Linked DNA regions of Canis lupus: region 2 is linked to region 1. The links are chromatin contacts, called in public Hi-C maps. All regions are on one chromosome and are shown on one strand. Each heading gives the region's core, a stretch centred on a gene start, on an enhancer-like site or on the middle of the called end of the contact. The rest is flanking DNA. Distances are from core to core; before and after follow the strand shown. Region 1 has its middle 22 kb from the start of CCDC130. Region 2 has its middle 59 kb from the start of CACNA1A.

Region 1 (5,874 bases), core at 1,224-3,723:
CTTAACTCTAGAGAACAAAGTGGTGGTTACAAGTGGGGGAGGATGGGTGATATATGTGATATAGGTGAAGAGGTTTAAGAGTACAGTCGTCATGATGAGAGCTGAGTAATGTATGGAAGTGTTGGACCCCTATATTGTACACCCAAAACTAGTATTACACTGTATGTTACCTACACTGGATTGAAAATAAAAAATATAAAAACAAAACAAAACAAATGCATTTTCCTCTATTGTGTCTTACTTTTCTTTTTCTGACAGTTTATCTGGCAAGTGGTTTCAGGAAGCAGCAGCAGAGGAGTTGAGAGAGAGAGGCGGGTTGGGAGGGAAAGTCAATACAGGGTGCATTATTGAGTTGGCCCCCACTGGGGTAGTTGGTGAGGACACACTTCATGATGACTCTCAGGGGAACGGGACAGAGTCTCATTCCTTGACTCTCATTCTCTGCTGGCTCTGCGTTTCCTCCTGGGGTTTTGATCCCCTCTGTACCCTGGCTGCACCCACTTAGATAATAGCCTTCTGAGGCTTCAGAAAAGCTTTGAGGCAGAAAAGATGAGTTACCATGGAGTGCACCTGAGGCAGGAGGCATTGTGGTTGTAGATGCACAGAACTTCCAAGGTGACACTGTCATTTCTGTGCTGAAATTGGAGGTGAGCCAAAAGGACAGGACACAGGGCCAAAAGGTGCCTGCCTTATCTTTTCAACTTGGTATCTCTACAGGGTCGAATGGTGTCCCCTCAAAAATCACATCCACCTGGAACCTCAGCGTGTGACCTTACTCAGAAACAAGGTCTTTGCAGATGTAATAAGCTAAAATGAAGCCCTCCTAGACCAGGACAGGCCTCATATTCTTCACAGTTCTCTGGAGAAACAACTGATAAGACCTCTGTCCATATCTATCCCTACTTCTCTCTATATATACATATTGACAAATATCTGTATCTACCTAGGAAGAGATGTAGCATAAGGTGGTGTCTCACATGATTAGGGAGGTTGAGAAGTCCATGATCTGCCATCTGCAAGCTGCAGACCCAGGAGCTCTCCAGGTGGTGTAGTTCCAACCTGAGAGCTGAGAGCTACTGTGTGTGTTCCAGTCTGGGGCTGAGGGCCTGAGAACCAGCAGCACCGAGGGCAGATGTCACAGCTCAAATGACCAGGCAGAGAGAAGGAAAGAACAAGTGAATCCCCCCTTAACTCCATTTTTGGGGGGTGGGACTTGGCTACTGCAGTTGGGGGGCCAAGGGCTGGTCTGGATCCATGCTTAAGCTTCTCTCCACAATTGGGTTTGTATCTACTCTGCCTGTGTCTATTCTGGGTTGTAGGCCAAAGAGTAGCCATGGCTTGGGGGGCAGAGGTCTCCCCAAGATGATGATGGAAACAAGAGGGCAGGTGGAAACTCCTGTCTAGAGGTGTAAGCTAAAAGTGACACAGGGATTCTTTTACTACATTTCATTGACCAAAGCTGGTCATGTGGCCCAATTTCAGGGCATATTAGCCAGGTCTTCTAGGGGCGCCTGGGTGGCTCAGTTGGTTAAGCCTTCGACTCAGGTCATGATCCCAGGGTCCTGGAATACAGCCCCAAGTCCCATAGAGCTCCCTGCTGAGTGGGGAGTCTGCTTCTCCCTCTGCCCCTTCCCCTGCTCATGCCCTCTCTCTCAAATAAATAGATAAAATCTTAAAAACAAAAACATGTCTTTTATTTTCTGTATGGTGATCCTCAGACATTTGGTGCCTTGCTGACCAGGGAAGGACTGCCCCTCCCAGGCTTAGCCAATTCCTGGAGATAGTAAACAACTTGCACCCAAGTGCACCTTTCATATGCAAACCAACAACCCACCCAGACCCACATCTTAGCCCCCTCCTCTGTTGGGTTCTCACACTCTGGGTCCCTGATCGCCTGCCCTAATCACCCCAGGACCAGGTATCAGACCAATAGGGGCAGCCTGGATGCCCCACAGCCTGCTGAAATTATTTAAACCTGCCAATCCCCAACCTGCTTTCTCTGCCTCACCTGGTGCTTCCCAGAGAGACCACAAGAGAGGCTCCTGCCCATACTTTCCATCCCTCTGCCTCCTGGCTGGCCCTGGTGCTTCCCCCGTGGGTGGCCCTGCATAGCAGGCATGCCCTCTCTTCTTGGAAACTTTGGGTAATAAACCATCTTGTTAATGGGAATCATCTTCTGATCTATTGGACTTAATATATGTTAAGCTTCCTCTTTTTCTTTTCTTTTTTTTTTTAAGGTTTTTAATTTCTTTTATTTGAGAGAGAGGGCGAGCTCACCTGTGAGCAGGGGAGAGGGGCAGAGGGTGAGGGAGAAGCAGGCCCCCTGCTCGATTCCAGGACCCTGAGATCATGCATTAGCCCAAGGGAGACACTTAACCAACTGAGCCACCCAGACACCCCTAAGCCTAGTCTAAATGTGCTATATATGAAAACACAAGGGACAGGGCCTCTGCCTCTAGTGGTTGACAACAAAAGCCTGTGATGCAGGGTGTGGGTCAGGGGGAGGGATGAAGAAATGAGACCAACAATTCAATCTACTGCATTGGTCACTAGTTCTTTTCCCTCGCTGGACAGGAACCAGGAGAAGCCACTGTGTTTTCCAAAACTTAGCATAACACCCAGAGCATAAGCACTCTACAAATGTATACCAAACAAATCAATTAATAATAGGAAGCCCGACTGCCTTTGGCACCCTGATAGACTTGGATCAGGTGCTGGAGCTTCGCAGACAGCTGAGAAAAATGGCTTGATCCCCCAGCTGGGTGTTTTGACCCAGATATGAGAAGAGAGGAAAGGGTATGTTTTCTTGCATAGCTTCTGCTCCCTCTCATTTTCTGTCTCCACTTGACATTCAATCACTCTGGGATGTCACAGTCCCCACCCGGCATTTGTCTGGCGTGCTGTGAAAGGGCACTCTGAACAGCTCTATTTTGGGATGTTGGCAGCATTGCTTCCCAACCCATCCACTCCCTCCACTCAATCTGTTCTCACTGGAGCAGAGAAGTTTCCACTTGTCACGGGTGTTGTCCAGGGCCCCTGTTTTGTCTTGCAGATGCCTCCGCGTGGACATCCTGTTTTACTTCAATTTTTTTCTCGCCAGCTTCAAAATATTTGAACAGCCCACGTTCCAAGATTCACGTCTGTGCTAAGGTTCCCTGGCTCCAAAGTGTCTTATGCAAATCTTGAAGGAGTTCCTGCTTTCAGAGGAGGAAGACAGCTCTCTGTTCTGGAGCACACAACAGTTGTGGAATAGATGCTTGCAGGTAGAGATGAAACAGGTGGGTCGTCCATGGCTCATGTGTAGCAGTAACCAAATATTTTCTAAGAGTCTCAAATTTTTCTTTCTTTGCTTTTTTTTTTTTTTAATTTTTATTTATTTATGATAGTCACACAGAGAGAGAGGCAGAGACATAGGCAGAGGGAGAAGCAGGCTCCATGCACCAGGAGCCCGACGTGGGACTCGATCCCGGGTCTCCAGGATCACGCCCTGGGCCAAAGGCAGGCGCCAAACCACTGCGCCACCCAGGGATCCCTCTTTGCTTTTTTGTAAAAAAGATTTTATTTATTTATTCATGAGACACACACACACAGAAAGAGAGAGAGAGAGAGAAAGAGAGAGAGGCAGAGACACAGGCAGAGGTAGAAACAGGCTCCATGCAGGGAGCCCAACATGGGATTTGATCCTGGGTCTCCAGGATCACACCCTGGGCTGACGGCGGCACTAAACTGCTGAGCCACCCAGGGATCCCCCTTTATTTTCTTTATTAGGCTCTAATAAGTTGGGCTTTTTAAAGAATATTTTATCCATTCATTCATGAGAGACACACAGAGAGAGGAGGCAGGGGGAGAAGCAGGCTCTCTGCAGGGAGCCTGATGCAGGACCCCATCCGAGGATCCAGGGATCACAACCTGAGCCAAAGGCAGACACTCAACCACTGAGCCACCCAGGTGCCCCTCAAGTATTTTATTTTTAATATGTTTAGATCCATAGGAAAATGACAAGAACAGTACAAGAAATACCCACAAACCTTTGCCTAGAGTCCCCAGTTGTTAATATTTCTCATGCTGGGGTCATCTCTCTCTCTCTCTGTCTCTGGCCATCTCACTGTCTCTTTGTTTCTGTCTCTCTTCCCCTCTCTCTCTACTCATACATATATGTATGTCCATATACACAAATATAACACTACTACTACTAATTATTATTGTGATGATGATTATTATTTTCCTGGGCCCTTTGAGAGCTACAGACACCCTGACCCTCTGTTCCCAAATACTTTACCATACATCTCCTAAGGACAAGGACATTCTCTTACGTAACCACAATATAACTATCAACTTCAGGAAATTTAGAATAAAAAGAAAAGTATTCATTTCAGAGAGAGAAAGAGACAGGGCAGCAGGGAGGGGCAGAGAGAGAGAATCTCAAGCAGACTCTGTGCTGAGCATGGGGCCAACAACAGGGCTCGAGCTCATGACCCTGAGATCAAGACCTGAGCTGAAATCATGAGTTGGATGCTTAACCGACTGAGCCACCCAATCATCCCCAGGAAATTTATTATTGATTTAATTCTATTATCTAATAGCCCATATTCAAATTTTGCCAAGTGCCTGGGTGGTTTTTTAAAAAAGATTTTATTTATTTATTTGGCTCAGAGAGAGAGCACAAGCAGGGGAGTGGCAGAGGGAGAAGGAGAAGCAAGCTCCCTCCTGAGCAAGGAACCCGATGTGGGGCTTGATTCCAGGACCCTGGGATCATGACCTGAGCTCAAGGCAGATGTTTAACTGACTGAGCCACCCAGGTGCCCCATGACTGGGTGATTTTTTTTAAAAAGGTAAAGTGTGTAACATCTGTAAGGGTTGCAGAAAAAGCACACAGAGCAAACACTCCCTTCACCAGCAGTCCCAATGGCCAGCACTTTAGAGCTATTTGAGAGCTCACTGCAGACACAATGCCTGTTACTGTGTAACACTGCAGGCTGGGTTTTGACATCCAAGAACACTGTCCTGCAAAACCATTGCATGACTATCAAAATCAGGAGGGTGGGCAGCCCGGGTGGCTCAGCGGTTTAGCACCGCCTTCAGTCCAGGGCCTGATCCTGGAGACCTGGGATCAAGTCCCACATCGGGCTCCCTGCATGGAGCCTGCTTCTCCCTCTGCCTATGTCTCTGCCTCTCTCTCGCTCTCACTCTCTCTCTGTGTCTCTCATGAATAAATAAATAAAATCTTAAAAAAAAATCAGGAGGGCAAGTGTGCACCAGTATGACCATCAAAAGCCCAGACTCATTCCCATTTCAACAGTGGTCCCAACAATCAGGGTCATGTGTCACATGTAGGTGTTGGGTCCTTTTCACCACTTTTGGCCTCGGATGATCTCTTGAACAGTGAAGATCAGTATTTTGTAGAATGCCCCTCGGTTTGGGTTTGTCTGATGTTTCCTCTTAATTTATGTATTTCTGGCAGGAATGTCATAGGAGTGGTGCTGTGCTGGCTTCTGGGCATGGGTGGAGGCTTGTTCGCTCCTGCGCACTCTTGGCTTTTGTCTGAAATGGGTATAAATGAAGATAGTGCTAGTTTAGCTATGACTCCAAAGAGTCCTAAGGGACTCCCTTACTGGGATGGGGGTTATTGGGAGGGACATTTCACTCATTTGTTCTCAACCTGGATTGGCTTTCCTCCTGGGGACATTGGGCAAAGTCCAGAGACGTTTTCATATTATTTTTATTTTTAAAAGATTTATTTATTTGTCAGATAGAGAGAGAGGGTGCTAAGAGTAAGCACAAGCAGGGGGAGTGGCCGGCAGAGGGAGAAGGCTCCCTGCTGAGCAGGGGACTCAATCCCAGGACCCCGAAATCATGACTTGAACCAAGGCAGAT
Region 2 (5,874 bases), core at 2,337-4,836, 69 kb after region 1:
ATGATGAAAGGGAGCTGGCCTATCAAAGATGAGGGGAACAGCATTCTAGGAAGCAGGAACAGCAGGTGTGGAGGTGGAGTGAGCTCAGCAGAGACCAGAAATGGTGAGGAGGCCCTTGAGTCTGGAGCTAAGAGGGCAAAGAGGAGAAGAGAAAGGGATGAGGTCAGGGAGAGGGGACAATAGGGTGTGGCTTTTATTCCTGTAACTGTGGAACTGTTGACTGCAGACTTTCAGAAAGACCCACCGACTCCACAGCAAAGGGCATGGTGGGAGTTGGCAGTGGGAGCAGGGAAGCCCACTGACCCTGGAGAGGCAGCTGTGAGAGTCCAGGTGAGCCTTGTGGTGGGGGAGGGGCATGCAGTGGTTAGAAGTGATCGGATTCAGGATATATTTTGGAGGTGAGTGAGTGGTTGGGACCCAATGATGCATCTGATGCACGGAGTGGAGGCCAGGAGTGACTACTCTGTGGTTTGGGCATCAGAGTAAACCAGGAAATCCACAGGGTGGGAAGTGAGGTGACCCAGAGCATGTGCTGTAGGGAGGGGTGGGGAATGGAGCTTCCTGTCTTGGGGCTGTGGGACAAGCAGGTGGATGTCTCCGAAGATGTCACCTGGGGTGTATGCTTTAGGTTTCGTCTTTCCTGATCCTCCTCCCACCTTCCTGGATCCAAATACACCTTCTGTGGGTGTGGAGAATTTTTTCCATTAAGGTGCTTCCAACTGTGCCTGGTCTCTAGGGTTTTAGCTAAGTGATAGATACTATACAGGACATCCAGTCTGTAAGCAGGATTCTTTTTTTTTTTTAAATACTGACGCAGATTATATATATATATATATATATATATATATATATATATTTTTTTTTTTTTTTTTTTTTTTTTGGCGGAGAGGGGCGACTCCTGCAGGCAGGAATGGAGCCCAGTAGCAAGGCACTAGAACTCACCTTCTGTCCTCAGCTTTATTTCTGTAAAATGGAAAGGAAAATGCCTTCCGTGTGTGGGTGCTTATAAAAGGAACAACAGATTTTTTTTTCAATGCAAAGGGAAGGCTTTGTAAATGCACGATTGTAGATGTTTTAGAGTAAGATTTCATGACCAGGGATTGAAGCTTAAAGGCATCATGATGGGTAGATTTATTAAACTCCATCAGTTAAGAGATTTGGAAAAGACCAGAGAGTAACTGTTGTCTTTAAACTGAACGTGAATTGATCTGCTTAGGAGGGGCTGGGAGAGCTCTTTGGATGCTTCTAGCAGGGCGAGAGGAAATGGGGTTTGGGGGGAGATAAGCTTCCATTCCCACACCTGTTTGTTTGTTTGTTTGTTTGTTTATTTGCAATCCAGAGGTGGTCTGAACCCATCTCCAACACCTCTAGGTGTTGAGGTGACTTATACAGCATTTGTACGTACGTGAGATTCAGCCTCTTAACCCTATTTCATCCATGCTAGCCTTCCAGTGGGTTTGCTTTTCTCGGACAGATGCAGAGAGGCTAGTGGTGGGGACTTTCCAGGTGGGGAAAATAAGTTTGAGATTGAAAATATGCTGTTGAGTGAGGTGTGCATTCTGAAAGCCATGGACTAGCTCAGTCCAGGAGGAAACAAGTAGACTCATCTCCATGGTCCTCAAAGTCTCATAAGCTGTGCCTCATCACCTCCCTACCCTCATCTCCTCTACTGTTTCCTCAATCACTCACAGCTGTTAAGACTTCTGCATTGTTCCTTGAGCAAGTCACACACAGCCCTGCCTCAGAACCTTTGCACCTGCTCTTCTCTCTGCCTAGAACATTCTTCCCTCAGATACCCACATGACTCCTGCATCACCTCCTTAGAACCTCTGCTCGTTCACATGTCATTCTCTCAGTGAGGCCATTTCTGACCCCTACTTGTTTATTTTAAAAGATTATTTATTTTTAGGGATCCCTGGGTGGCTCAGCGATTTGGCGCCTGCCTTTGTTCCAGGGCGCGATCCTGGAGTCCTGGGATCGAGTTCCGCATCGGGCTCTCGGCATGGAGCCTGCTTCTCCCTCCTCCTGTGTCTCTGCCTCTCTCTCTCTCTGTGTGTCTATCATAAATAAAAATAAGTAAATATTTTTTAAAAAAATAAAAAGATTATTTATTTTTTAAAAAGATTATTCATTTATTTGTTTGAGAGAGAGAGAAAGAGAGCACGAGTGTGGGGAGAGGCAGAGGGAGAAGCATGCGTCCCACTGTGCAGGGAACCCGATGTGGGGCTCGGACCCCAGGATCCTGAGATCATGACCCAAGCTGAAGGCAGATGTTAACCGACTGAGCCACCCTGGTGCCTCTCTGACCCCCTATTTAATACAATAACCAGCCCACCCAACAATTCCTGTCGCCCTTTATTATGGATTCAATTGTGTCCCCCCCCTTTCATATATTGAAACGCTAACCCCCAGTACCTCAGAATGTGACCGTATTTGGAGACAGGACCTTTAGAGAAGTAATTAAAATAAAATTAGGTCATACAGGTGGGCTCTAGTCCAGTATGACTGGTGTCCTTGTAAGAAGAGATTAAGACACAGACATGCACAGAGGGAAGATCTTGTGGAGGCACAGGATAAAGAAAGCCTTGTACAAGCCAGAGAGAGAGGGCTCAAAAGAAATCAATCCTGCCACCACCTTGATCTTGGACTTGAAAGCCTCCAGAATTGTGGGGAAATAAATTTCTGTGCCTTGAGCCACCCAGTCTGTGGTACTCTATTATGGCTCCAGCAAACAAATACACCTTTCCAGATTAACTTCCACCACACTTTTAGCCTCTGATCTCTATAGTATGCTTATTATATTCATCATACATCTGTTTCCCCGGTAGAACGTCTGTTCCACGACAGGAGGAGATTTGTCTCATTCTGGGCTGTGTCCCCAGCTCCCAGCAAGGGCTCTTACACAGTGGCTGCTCACCTAGTGTTTGTTGAGTGAATAAGTAAATGAAAATGGAGCGCAAGAGCCCGGGAGCCTGAGTTCCTCGGAGCGCTATCCGGTACTGAGTCTCCATCCCCTACATGTGTGAGTGTCCCTTTTCCCCAAAACCCAGCCAGGTGGCGGAGAGCAGGCTCACTGGACAGATGGCCACGTCCCACGTGGATTTCAGTTTTCTGAGTCGCCCTGTGGAGCCCACAGGACTCAGGGACCGGAGGAGAGTGAGCGGGCGGTCTCCCGATGACCCATTGCGCAGAGCAGGAACACTGAGGCGCTGAGCGCATCCAGCGTCGCGCCCTCCGGGGTGCGTCCCTCCATCAGGGAGCGGCGGTTGCCGGGCAGCTCCCGAGAAGCCGCTTCCCGGCCGCAGTTGCCAGGGAGATGCTAAACCCCGCTGGCCGGCCCGGGGGCCGCGGGAGTGGCCGTCCCCGTCCCGGGCGCCCTCCCTCCCGGCCCGGCGCTCACCCTCCGCCCGCTCTCTGCTCTCTCCTCTAGCCGCGCGCTGTGCTGGAGGCCGAAGACCCTGCGAGTTCTGAGCGAGGCCCATGGATGTGGAAGGCCTCCCGGGTCCCGGACCCCATGTTCTCTCCGCGCAGCTATGACGCCCTGCACGACTGCGGCTCGGGGCGCCCCGCCAGCGCCCCGCAGGACGCGCGGGCCCCCCGGATGAGCGGCGGCTGCCAGGCCCCCCCGCTGAAGCGGCGCGGCGGCGTGGTGGACCACCGGGATGTCATCTTGGCCCACCAGGCGCACAAAGTCCACAGCACCCCCCAGGCCAGGAGGAAGGAATGGGAGTGAGTACGCGGGGCGGACGGGCCGGGACGCCCCAGGGACTGGAGCGCACCCCTGGAGCGGGGCGGGCTGCCGACACCTCCCTCCCTTGCCTGCGGATCGGTCCCTGCCCTGAGCCCGCGTGGGCCCCCGCGCAGCCCGGGGTGCGGCAGCAAAGGGTTTGGTCCGCGGAGGACCCTGCCTGCGCCCGGGTCTGTGGCTGTCCCCTCGGATGGGAGGCATTTCTGAATCGGGCTGAGAAATGCTGTTTTCGGGGGCAGGAGGGCTGGCCATAAAGTTTGTACTGCAAGTGGGGGGGGGGGGGCTGGGGGAATGTGCTGGGTCTGGGAGCTCTGTCCTGGGTCTGGGGGCTTTGCCAGGGACCCCGCAAGTGGGTCTCCTCCTGAGAGTCGCCTTGGGGAGGAAGGGTGGGCTTTGAGCCGGCTCTGTTCCTGCGATCTTGGGCAAGTGACCTCCCTGGACTCATACCCTCACCGTGAAATCGCTCTTTCTAGGCTGATGTGTGTGTGTGTGTGTGTGTGTGTGTGTGTGTGTGTGTGTGTGTGTTTCAGTCCCAGGTTCAGAGGGAAAACTGGTGCTTTTTATCTTTTTCTTTTTCTCAAGACCTTCTCTGGCAAAGGCTCAGAGCTGGGGTGGATTCCTGAACAGACATCAAGAAGGTGGGATTCTGATTTCAAATTTCAGGGCGACTGGAGCAGCGCCTGGCCTGGATGCTAATCACTCCTGGGGACCCTGAGATTCCCCTCTCCCACCCTCTCCAGGCTCCGTCTGACCTCTGGGAATTGAGCAACATGGTCTCCAGCACCGCACAGCCTTCTCCACTAGGCTTCCTTGGGGTTTCTGTCTGCTGGGAGGAAGAGCTGGGTTATAAATGCCAGTTGGATTCGGGGTGTGCTGCTGAGGGATGTGTAAATATAGAGTGCAATGAAAACTCACCGAAAGGGGTGCTTATTTGGCCTCTGAGGTGGTTTCCTGAGGTTAGGCTGACATCTGGTGGCATATTGAGGCATCATGTAGAAAGGCAATGTGATCAAGCCTTATTCCTATTTCCAGTGTTCCTTCTGATTTTCTCCTCCCCATCCACCTATCTAGCCACCCACCCACCCATCCTTCTATCTGTCCATCCATCCATCCATCCATCCATCCATCCACCTGTCCATATTCCTATCCATCCACTCGCCCACTCATCCATCCTTCCCTCTGCCTATCTGTCCATCCATCCTTCCATAAATAACTGGCATCCACCCAATGTCTGCAGCTGCGATGCCAAACACCGATCTTCTAATATCCCCTCTCTAGGACTTGCTTACTCTGTCCTCTCCCTTCCATCTTGAGTCTGTTTATTTCCAGTCTCCTGTTTTCCTTTATTTTCCTTTTGAAAAGAAATTTGATTAGTTCTCTCAGAGGCAGTGAGGCTTCTTTAAGGGGTTAAAACGAGTTATTTCTGCAGACCACTGAAAAGAGATTTTAGGGTAAGGGAAAGTGTTAGTGAATTAAAGAAGTAAAAAAAAAGTCTTGACAGCCCAAAGAAAATGATCATTATAATTTATAATAATAAAGGCAGCTAATGCTTACTGAGCACCTCCTGACTGATAAACGCTTTATTATGATCTTGTTGCCTAGTCCCGCTCTGCCGCGTGGTAGATTCTACATTATCCCCATTTCACGGATGAGAAAGGAGAGGCTGGGAGAAGTGAAGTAATTGGCCCCGGGCCTCCCAGCTAGGCAGTGGCAGACCTGGGGTTCAAATCCTGGGCTGTCAGCCTCCAAAACTCAAGCTCTTAATCAACCCTTTGGCCAAAGAGTTTCTACAGCAGGAAATGGTGGAAATTTACTTTCAAATAACTTAGAAAGAAAGCCAGCCATATCCTGGAGAAAGAGAAGCAGGGGAGGGTATTCAGCATCAGGAGACATTGGTTACCATGTCAATTCCACCAGAACCTTCTTTTTTTAAAAAAAAAAAAAAGATTTTATTTATTCATTCAGAGAGACACACACACACAGAGAGAGAGAGAGAGAGAGAGAGAGAGACGCAGAGATACAGCCAGAGGGAGAAGCAGACTCCGTGCAGGGAGCCCCATGTGGGACTCGATCCTGGGTCTCCAGGATCACACCCTGAGCCAAAAGCAGATGCTCAACTGCTGAGC

What was found. Hi-C and Micro-C count contacts between places; a contact is called where the count stands out from the background.
Region 2: a Hi-C map of skin fibroblasts shows a contact between it and region 1, with 2.5 times the contacts expected there. The contact joins two enhancer-like sites. A contact is called at or near these places in 4 of 9 Hi-C or Micro-C datasets (amygdala, blood, liver and 1 more).

The regions. Positions count from the first base shown.
Region 1 is chr20:49,089,023-49,094,896 of UU_Cfam_GSD_1.0, forward strand. No RefSeq gene overlaps it. Among named protein-coding and RNA genes, the nearest start is that of CCDC130, 22 kb to the left of the region's middle. Within about 2 kb of position 2,474, at least 2 of the 20 cell types and tissues checked have an H3K27ac peak or open chromatin away from gene starts, as enhancers often do.
Region 2 is chr20:49,157,310-49,163,183 of UU_Cfam_GSD_1.0, forward strand. No RefSeq gene overlaps it. Among named protein-coding and RNA genes, the nearest start is that of CACNA1A, 59 kb to the right of the region's middle. Within about 2 kb of position 3,587, at least 3 of the 20 cell types and tissues checked have an H3K27ac peak or open chromatin away from gene starts, as enhancers often do.